Linked DNA regions of Zea mays: region 2 is linked to region 1. A link is a contact called in public Hi-C data. All regions are on one chromosome and are shown on one strand. The core of a region is the stretch at or near the end of the contact, and the rest is flanking DNA. Distances in the headings are between cores, read along the strand shown. Region 1 holds the start of LOC100383597. Region 2 holds the start of LOC103637601 (RING-H2 finger protein ATL80).

Evidence for each region. A called contact is a pair of places that touch in the nucleus more often than the background predicts.
Region 2: a contact with region 1 is called in a Hi-C map of leaf, with 6 times the contacts expected there. The contact joins the promoter of LOC103637601 here to the promoter of LOC100383597 in region 1. A contact is called at or near these places in 3 of 25 Hi-C or Micro-C datasets (ear, leaf and tassel).

What each region holds. Positions count from the first base shown.
Region 1 is chr1:84,950,449-84,955,899 of Zm-B73-REFERENCE-NAM-5.0, reverse strand. LOC100383597 reads right to left here and starts at 2,870. Exons shown (of 7, transcript NM_001363842.1): 1 at 2,556-2,870; 2 at 2,204-2,266; 3 at 1,307-1,493; 4 at 333-569.
Region 2 is chr1:85,313,039-85,318,489 of Zm-B73-REFERENCE-NAM-5.0, reverse strand. LOC103637601 (RING-H2 finger protein ATL80) reads left to right here and starts at 2,736. Exons shown (of 1, transcript XM_020546420.3): 1 at 2,736-4,494. The coding sequence starts at 3,065. The coding sequence ends at 3,841.

The sequences.
Region 1 (5,451 bases), core at 1,621-4,120:
AGGAGGGACAAGAACATTAGTCCAGTGAGTATGTGTCGAGTAAGAGATGATGTAAACATGTTAAATGTCACAATGATCTTAGTACAAAAGAGGTACCATGGATGAGCGACACGTGCATAGAAAATTGCCAAAACCAAAACGAATGGAAGGGAGCAGCAGTATGTTACAAAAATATTCTACAATATGCACATTTGTAACTGGAATAGACAAGATGTGCTATGATGCTGCTGCTAGCGCAACATCTAGCACCTCGTGATTTTTCAGTGCAGTTTTTTTCATAAAATATGAGTATCTAGTTAAACTTAGATAATGTGGGATAATAGACATGTTACCCAATGCTAGAATCTAAGGCTTTCCAAACGCAGCCATATTCTCAATCTTGGAAGCGACGATAATATTTTGCCAGGCAGATAGGCAGATGTGCAGGGATGGTCTAATCTTGTATTACTGAAAATAGAAATGGTGACATATATTGAATATTTCACACATGCATTTCTAGGCGCATCATGGTCATCACCACCATGACCACGAAGATGATTATTGTTGCTCAATATGTGAAGAAGGCTCACCTGAAACAAATTAAATTACTGAATTTAACATTTAATCTGAAGAAGAATGTTGGTAGTCTATGATCATCCTTAATGTTGTCCTCTACCTTCATAAAGGTCAGGTATCAAAAAATCATGAGGCAGACAAATTCAAATTGATCTCAATACTTTATATGGTTTCTACAATGCCCTAATTCTTGGTAGGTTGCATAAGTATAGCAGGATACGATAATTCGTTCTTAATTCACATTTTTAACTTTCAAACATGCTGGCGGCTTACTACCGATACAATTATGTTCATGTGCATAGACAATGTTGCATAATAATGATGTGTGGTCCTCTAATATTTTTATCCACACATTTCAATGCCTAATCCTTGGTGCTCTGCAAGAAGCTCATTCAATCTAAAGGTGCACTATTAACAAACTGATGGAAACTATGTGTACTGTTGACAATACCATTATGTATAAATATAAATGGAAGTGTTACAGGAGTAAAAAGAGATTCAGGAGGTTGGAATCGTTTAGTGTCTACTTTAATAACTCTTCTATCTGGAAGCTGATCACAAAAACTAAGCTTACAGTGAGAAAAGGAACATGGAAGAAATGCAAGCAGGACGACATACTTACAGTGTAACTTTTCATAAGGATTGTGGTCTCAACTCCTAGCTTGTATTCCCGTTTGTAATCATAGTTGTACATAATTTAACTGTCATGACTACATATCCAGCAGGATAGAAAACAATAATAAGAACCTACTCACGCACGACTGCAGCACCGCACCGTGCTACATGCTTCTTCTCCCTCCGGCAAGTGCAGGCTCCTCCTCCTCGTGCACGACCGCGACGCCGCGCCACGCTCCCAGCTGGTCTTCTTCTCCATCGGCGGCCTTCTTCCGTCGAGGCCGAAGGCACTCCTCTGCCTCCTCACCACTACACCGTCGCCGCTGGTCCCGGTTCCGGTACCATGTAAAGTTTTCTGGAAGAGTACAGAGTACACTACTCTACACACACCTCACTGGTATAATAAGTATATATGTACATGTTTAGCTTGTTCGGCTGCCCATGCGGGAGCACTGTTGCAGCTGCAAAATACTATTGCAGCTGCAATTCCTAGAGACAAAATACTGTAGAAGCCGCAGTCGCAGTCGGATTAAAGCCGCAGCGAACAAGCCAGTTAATAGGCCAGGCACTAGGCACACGGCCCAACAAATTCAAAGACATTTAGTTTTTTAATCAGCCATTGACTGCTGACACTTTTCCCTTCCTAACTAACAATTGGTACTTATTTGCATCGGCTTTACCAACAGAACTGCTCTTGTTAAGTTGAACTGTAATGGACTGCTTGTATTTTTTTTGGCAGTTCAGCCAAGCTGATTGTGAGCTACAGCCAATGGCTTGTTGAGTTAAACTGTAGTGTTACATTCACCGCTTGTTATGTCAAACTGTAAGTTACGTTCAATGCTAAAAAAAATCAACTGAGACACAACAAGAAGGCAATATCTGGAATTGATCTCCACAGCCTGCCTTTGGGTTAAAACACACCTCTATAAAAGATCTCGTACGACAAATGTCTTTACAATGTGTGTTTAGTTTTACTATGAAGGATTGGGAAACATTACTTTTTTAAAGGGAGCCGAACATGATTGATTCTCACCTTTGAATGTAGAAATGAAAGACCTGTAGACTGGTACCAAAAACTAACACTGGCACATAGTCCCTATTCATATATAGAAAAAGAAATGTGAGATTACAGAGAACAATAAACAATCTTATGTTATAACTGAACACGGACGCAATTTTTCTTAACTAAAAGAACCCAAGCCTCTATTGTCTTTCTCCAAACCAATTGGTGAAAGTTGCAGCTCAATAATTAAATTTAATCCACCAGACAGCTAGGGCATCAGAGAAACATACTTGAAACCAAAAGGCAAATCTAAGAAAAAGTAACCTAGGGCGTTCTTGGGGGCAGTACGAGGAGGAAGGCGACGGGGTGGGGAGCGGTCCACCTGCACGCGGCCATGAAGGGGAGCTGGGAGGAGGGCAGCGCTAGCGGCTGCATCTCGAAGAAGAATAGGGCGGCGACGGCACATGGAGGAAGAAGGTGTGGCGGCGCCACCGACTGCAGCGTGGCCCAGCGTGCGACAGTGCCCGTGGGAGACGACGGCGTGCGGTTCTCGTTGGCGAAGGGCGTCGCCGCGGGAGGGAGAGAGCGCGGTGGGTGTCGGCGCGGCGAGGAAGAGGATGAGGTGGCGGTGCAGGTACGAAGAGGATGAGCGGGTGTGCTCGCATCGTCGAAGGGAGGGGATCGGAGGCGAGGAGGAGGACTGCGCAGCCGTGGCGAACGCGTCGACCGAGTTGGGAAAGGAAGACCGGACGCAACGCTGCAATTTGGTTGATTTGATGTATAATTTCGGGTCCGTGGTGTGCGGCCACGCGTTGGCTCGCGTGCGGCCGAGAGCGCGTGAAACGCGGGGAGAGACTGAAATTCGAGCGCCTTTTAACTAAAGGTAATATCTATTTTACAATGAACTGGGGTCCAGCCAGGACACTATGGCACAATTCTTATACTGTTCTTTCTATACAAATTTGGGCAAAGTGGAAACAGTAAGCCTATGAAGGTACCATTTAACTTTTGGAGTATTTTTGATGTTTTCAAGACTCACCAACATGGAATATAGAGTATTGTGTACTTTTATGGCTGCTCCACAATTTCTAGTGTTTGATCTCTAGGTAGGGGTGGTAATTGATCATTCAAATGTTTCTTCACAATTCGTTTGAGCCCTTAATTAATTTTAGTTAAAAAATGAATAGAAATAGAGCTCAATCCTAATATAATTTGATCCTTAAATTTTGTAGTGTAAAATTTAGAGTCCATTACCACCCCTATCTCTAGGTGAGAAGGACAGGTTTGACGTAGCGACGAGAAGACTTTCTACTGATCCAAAAGGTCCTAGAATCGACGCAGCCTCTATTTCTTGGGTAAGACTTGCCTCGATTATTTTTGGGGTGTTTGGTTCCACCTAACTAAACTTTAGTCCCTGTCATATTGAATGTTTGTATGATGATTACGAGTATTAAATATAGTCTAATCATAAAACTAATTACATAGATAAAGACTAAAAGATAGACAAATTTATTAAACCTAATCAAACTTATATACAATACTCGTAGTTGATATTCAAACATTTGATGTGACACGAACTAAACTTAAGTCAGAGGAACCATGGGAGCCATTAATACTGGGTTTAACTTTTTTTTTATCTCCAGATCAGGTTTACTCTCCTTGGCCTAATCCATTTTTCAGGATTTTGATGGAAGAAATTCATGTGAGCATATGCATGCACACATAAACCTGTGTTGTTTCGGCCTTTCAGGATACAGCATGGTGAGCAGGACCAGTTGGGCACATGCCCCATCGACTGCGGGTGCATCAGAGGAGGCGCCGCAGTTTTTACTCACTAAACTTCCCAGGCTTGCTCTCCTCAGTCCTCACTCCTCTCCTACAACTCCACTGTATCTGATACGTGGCAAGCAAGGATCGGGTTCGCTGGAGTCAGGACAAGCCGTCAGGATGGCGAGCCTGACAGAGCAGGTCAAGAAGGACGAGCTGCTGCGGACTGCAGTTGGATTTGGACTGCAGCTGTGCCAGCAAATATGCGGCGCTTCCATTTGCTTCAACGAACTCCAACCTGTAACAAAGAAGGCGCTGGCATATCTTTAGCATACGTGTAGGGTATTGCATGGCTTTGATACCATAGTTCTTAAGCCAATTCACTTGAAGGGTATTTTCCTCGTTCCAAACTATAAGTCATTTTAGCTTTAAATATCGGTAGCTTTTAGTAGCCATTGTCCACTTATTCTCAATTGCTGTGAATTAAGAGTAAGACAATACATTTGTTATATGTTAAAGACCTTCGTCTTCCGAATCATTATTCCCTTTCGGGTATAATGCATCTTAGACGAAGGTCATAAATAACAAGTCTTTATTATTTGTAAACATATAAAAATATATTCGCAAGGTATAATATTATGTCACGTATTTATATCATAATAAATGTAAAAGCACTTTTAAAGTTTGTATTACATTGTTATCTTCGGCTTGTTTGAAGGTGGTGATGTAAGGGTAATTATAATCTAGCGTGAATAGTATGGAAGTACTGTTCATCTATTTATAAGCAATCGTACGGCTTCGTTTGTTATTACATTCACATCCTCAACAATTACATACAGAGTTTACAAATGTCATAGGGACAACATTGTCTTTTGCACTCAACAATTTGAACAACACCTTCTCTCTTCGTTGCCTTCTTGCTTCATCGTGACGAAGCCTGCTTCGTCGTACTTCCTTCGAGTTATGTTGAAGCTCTCCTAGTAACGAAGCTCCTGTAATACTTAATGGTATGCTGAAAACAAATATATAACTGTGTTTTTAAAGACCTTCGGAAGACGAAGGCCCTCCAACAATAACCAAAACACTTTCAGAGTCGGGCCAAACGACCTCTTAGTGCTGGTGACTATCATATAAATAAGTATTGAGATATTTATTCAAATACAATTATTGTTTATTTCTAAACACTAAAGTATGTGTGGTATGTTAGTTAGCCTCAAATTTCTAGAGCAGGGGCGCGCGGGTTCGAGTGCTCGCTCTGCACTATTTTTTGCGCGGTGTGGTAGTTGCGCGTGTGGGGCCCACAGGGCACGGCGCCGAGGCGAGGCGCGTGGGTTGGGAGAACTAGTCGGGACACATGGAGCGGCCTTAGAGTGTTAGTGCGGAGGGTGAAGCCGTTGTAGCACCAGGTGCCCACATTAGGGGCTGATTTGGTGGATAGGGATCACGAGGGGATCCATGGGGACATGGATTCCTTCCCATGGATCCCGTCGTGATCCCTATCCACCAAATCA
Region 2 (5,451 bases), core at 1,487-3,986, 360 kb before region 1:
TAGCTCGTCGGCGGATGGAACAGTGTGATTTATTTTAATGTTGCCATTTTTAAGTAATTCATCAAATATTCTATCACACTTACCAACATTAAATGTAAACTTAACCTCCTCTTGCCGTTTCTTTTGAACCGGCTGTAAGGAGGCACAAGCCGAAGATTTGGCCTGCTTTGGCCAAACCATTTCAGCAGCATACACTTCTGTTGATTCGTCTTCTGAGCTACTTTGGTCGCATTCTACTACATGCACGTTGTGACGAATTGCTTTAGCAGTTTCTTTGCTTCGGCTTTCACAAGCCAAAGCTCTCTGGTGTAATTGTGCTAGTGTAAAGAATTGAATGCCTTCTAATCTTTCTTTTAAATAATATCGCAGACCATTAAAGGCTAATCCTACTAGCTGTTTCTCTGCTAAATGAATTTGAAAGCATCGGTTTCTTGTATCTCGGAATCTCCGGATGTAATCATTAACCGATTCATCTTTTGTTTGTCGCAACGACACTAAATCTACCAAATCCAACTCATAATCACCGGAGAAAAAATGATCATGAAATTTTTGTTCTAGATCCCCCCATGATGAAATGGAATTAGGAGGTAAAGTGGCATACCATGCAAACGCGGTTCCTGTTAGCGATAATGAAAATAAACGTACGCGAAATGCCTCTGTGTCGGCCAATTCTCCCAATTGTGCTAAGAACTGGCCTATATGTTCGCGTGTGTTTTTCCCTTGATCACCCGAAAACTTTGCGAATTCGGGTATCCTGGTTCCCTGTGGGTATGGGTGGTGATCAAATCGGCTGTCATAAGGTTTCCGATATGATTGCCCCCCAGGGACCATGCTTACTCCGAGCTTATCTCGAAACGCCCCAGCTATTTCTTCCCTTACTATATCAATGGCAGCCGGTGCGAGACCACCGGCTCTCTGGTCAAACATAGGTGGGGTTGGCTGGATATTAGCATGCTGTCTTTCCCCCCATTGGTTCGAGTTACGTGGTGCATTTTCATTTGCCCTATATGGGTCATAGGTTTGATCGTTTCTTTCCGGCCTCCTGGGTGGGGCCGGAAAGCTTTCCTGGGCTCTGGATCTTGAATTAATGGGTTGATGCATTGTATAGTGCGATGGGAAGTGCTGCTGGGACGGGTGAGGATTCCGGTAACAATCCTCCTCAAAAAGGTCATGTGCGGACTGTCCGGACATTGACCCGGACCGTCCGTGATTATGTGCGGACCGTCCGTTGTTGTACGCGGACGGTCCGACTGGGTAGTTTAGGTTCTGTGCCGTGTGTGGTGGCTCGGGCGCATATCTAGGTAACTCATTAAAAATAGGCCCCACTGTTGCTGGCCCGGACGGTCCGCGCTCACGTGCGGACGGTCCGGGCATGTGCAGATCGGCTGGTTTGCTGCCGATTTGCGGTTGATTAGGGTATGTGTCCATCGGCATCCCATAAAGGGGTTGTGACTGGTCGTGACAACCTGTAGCCGATGTGTTACATGCGTTATCTCCTAACTCAACCTCGTGCGAAGGAAAATTTGCGGTACTAGATTTATCAAATGCACGTACTAGTCTCTTAAAATCGCTTTGCATACCCCCTATGATGTTATGCATTTGTTCACGCTGATCTTCTACATAATTTTTAAGAGATTGCAGATCGTTGGTATTACTTACATTGGGGATATCTGGCGTGGGTTGGAGCGAAGCCGGATCCGTCGCCCGATGTCGGACGACCTTGTTGTTCCTGTCCACTTTGAAGTTGGTCAAGAACTTTGCTTTCGCCTCCTGGATCATCCGCTCCTTGTGCTCCTCGAACTGGAGCTGCTCGTCAGCCGGCAAGGTTTCCCAAGTCGGCTCTATGATGTTGCTTGGAGAAATATCAGAGCTATCCCTTGAACCGGCCATTGAGGGCCGATTTGATGAGCTTAGATATGTTTTCCCCAGCGGAGTCGCCAAAAGTATGTTGACGCCTTTTCGGAGCGCCAAACACTCAACAAGAACCGTGGCGGTGCCCTCTGCACAGGGGCGGACGGTCCGCGCGCAGGGGCCGGACGGTCCGCGGCCTGGTGCGAGGCGCGGTGGTGCTCTCTGCGCAAGGGCGGACTGTCCGCGGCCTGGGGCCGGACGGTCCGCGGCCTGGTGCGCTGCTGGGACTTCTGCCTGACGGCCGGACGGTCCGCGCCCTGGGGCCGGACGGTCCGCACGTACGCAGGGACGGCGGAAAATCGCCGACGGCGCCTGGATCTCGCTCCCGGGAGGGACCCCGTCGGGGAGTAGAGATCCTAGGTGGTGTCTAGGCTCGGGCAGGCCGACCTAGACTCCTCTAATCGACGTAGAGTCGAGGAGAGACGGAGAATTTGGGGATCGAGTGGCTAAACCTAAACTAGACTAGAACTACTCCTAGGATAAAATGCGAGTAAAAGTTGTATTGATTCGATTGATGATGATTACAAATCGGCCGTAGACCTCTCTATTTATAGAGGAGGGGGGCTGGACCCTTTACACAACTGATTCCGAGCTAATCCCGCGAATATAGCTAACAACCGTAGCACAAAACTCGGAACCCTAATCTGTTCTGCGCACGCGCGGACCGTCCGGCCCACAGGCGCGGACCGTCCGGACCGCGGACCGTCCGGCCTCAGTCCGCCGCTCAATTTTGGTTCGAACACCTTTCTCCTAGTATTAGGTGTTAAAGTTCTTGTATTAAGTGCATATTTGCACCACGGACCTTGTTATGCCAGCATGATAGAGGCGCAGAGCCAACCGATGCAAAGTGTTGCTAGGAGTCTAGGACCAATAATGTAGTTGGATTGTTTTCACCTCCAAGAGCTAGTGTATATTGTAGGAAGCTTGCAATGCGGGGAACACGAAGGGCATAGTCGTCAATTGCGCCCTTCCGAGTTTCGCCACAGCTCAGGCAGTCCGGCAGTCCTCCCACTCCCTACACGAGGACGCTTGCCCTCTCCGTCATTAACCATCCCAACCCCCCAAGACCGGGACCTCCCTTTCCGTCCTCTCGCCGCTCCACTTTTTTAACGTAGACGCCCCACCACCCACCGGCGCGCGACCGACGCCGGCGATGCTCCGGCTGTCGTACTCGCGGCGCCTCCTCCAGAGCAGCAGCGACAGCGGCGGCGCCATCCCCGACCCGAACCCCAAACGCATCCCGGGCATCCCGCCCGCCGACCCGCCCGCGGCCGTCAACTCCGATGTGGTGGTGATCCTCGCCGCGCTGCTCTGCGCGCTGATCTGCGTCGTGGGGCTCGCCGCCGTCGCCCGCTGCGCCCGATCCCGGCGCAACAGGGGCGCTGGCGCGGGGGGCGACGGCGCCCCGGCTTCCCCCTCGAGCGACGGCGGCAGCGGGCACCGCCACCACGCGCACCACCAGGCCACCGGCGCGAGCGCGGCCGCCACGACCACGACCGCGACCGCGAGCGCGGCCGCCGCCAGCAAGGGGCTGAAGAAGAAGGCGCTGAAGGCGCTTCCGAGGCTGGCGTACGCGGACGCGGTGGCGGCGGCCGCGGCGGCCCGGGGCGCGGCGCCGGCGGCGGAGGGCGAGGAGGAGCAGGAGCTGCTGGCGGAGTGCGCCATCTGCCTGGCGGAGTTCGGCGAGCGGGAGGAGGTGCGCGTGATGCCGCAGTGCGGGCACGGGTTCCATGTCGCGTGCGTCGACACCTGGCTGCGCTCCAACTCGTCCTGCCCGTCCTGCCGCCGCCCCATCGTCCTGGACGACCCGGCGCCGCCCAAGCGGTGCCGCAAGTGCGAGGCCGTCGTCCTGGAGGCCGTCCTCGCCGCCTCCTCGTCCTCCTCCGCCGCCGCCAGCGGAGGCCGCGGCGGTGGCGGGTTCTTGCCGTAGCGTCAGCAGTGGTTGGCCGGTTGTTTGTCTGACGGGTGGGGGCCAGGCCGGGTCCTTGGTTGTTGAGCTGCCCCCATCAGCCCGTGCCTACATGTCACTGGTACAGCGAAGATCCCCTCTAAAGCAATGAAAACGAAAATAACTAGAAAGAAATGCGATTCTTTTTGTACAACCTTTTGGAGTTCGCAGCTTGGGCTCGTGGGGAACTTGCAACTGGTATTGTACATGAAAATTGTAAATTGGGGGTAAAAATCTACTACTTCACAAATATATGACATCATTAATTATTTTTGAAAACTTTGACCACTTGTTTTATTCAAAATGTAAAATTTTAGGTGTAGTACAAACTACCTTAATCGATAAAACAAAATAAAAAAAAATTAAATGATAACTTATTATTTTTTAATTAAGTGGTTAAAGTTTTTTTAAAAAATTAACGGTGTCGTATATTTATGAACGCGAGAGTATTTGTTTTTATATATACTAGTGGCACTGTAGTTTCTAGGGAAAGTCCACTCTGTAGTCTATGAAATAGAGAGGATTTATTTTATTTTTTAAGAAATATGAGTTACTCTCATCAGTAGACTAGGGTGTGCTTTGGCATTATATTTCTGTGATGTTTACAGCTTGGAAGCGGACAGGCCGTTGGATCATCTTCTAGCAAGGTGCCAATGTGATGGGGTCTGTTTAGGGGAGGTGATGGATTACGATCTAAATGTTTATTCACGATTCATTTTGGTTTTTAATTAATTTTGTTCAAACATAAATGAAAATAGAGTCTGATCTTAGTATGATTCATCTTTAAATTTTCAGTGTAAAATTTCATTAGGCTGTCTTTAACCGATAGCGTAAAATAGGAAAAACAGAACTGTAGATGATGCCGTTTACAAGAGTGAATTTTGAAATAATGAATGAGGTGTGAGATGGGACGGAGGATCTGCTGAACATGGCATTACCATCCGAGGGTAGGTTGCTGCCTCGCGCTCGTGAGGATATGGTATGATGGCCATCAACCCTGTTTGGCACATGTTATCTAAGAAGCCGGTGAAAAACAATTTCATTTTGTTGTCTACTTTTATTTCATTTTTAAAAAGCAGTTAAACTGCTTGTACTTAAATCCATAAAGAACCTGTAAAATAAATCACGTCAAACTGACCGAAAGCCCGTGTCCGAGGGCGAGGCTTTTGTCTTCCATTCCATCAGGCAATTGGAAGCACCCATCGGTTACTGCGTTAAAAAAGAGAGAGAGAGGAAAGGTTACTGGTGCTCCATTTCATAATTTCTGCCATCAGATGAAACTTGAGCTGGTTTACCGTTTTAGTGGGTCAGAACGATTCTTAACCGGATTGTTTTCTAATTTATATAAACTTTAATTAGCTGTAACGGTTTCGGGTGTAATCCGACATAAACGAACAAGGCCTTACGAATTTTCGGCTAGAGGTGGATTGAGAGAAATGAAGGAGATTAAATTGCTCTCTATTCAATTTTGGGGATTTAAATACTCACCAAAGAAACGTATCTACCGATGTATGCTCAAAAACTAAACGAGTCCTGGAGTTTGTCACTCGCCGCTTGCTACCAAGACACGGTGGTGTCTACAGCCGACCATG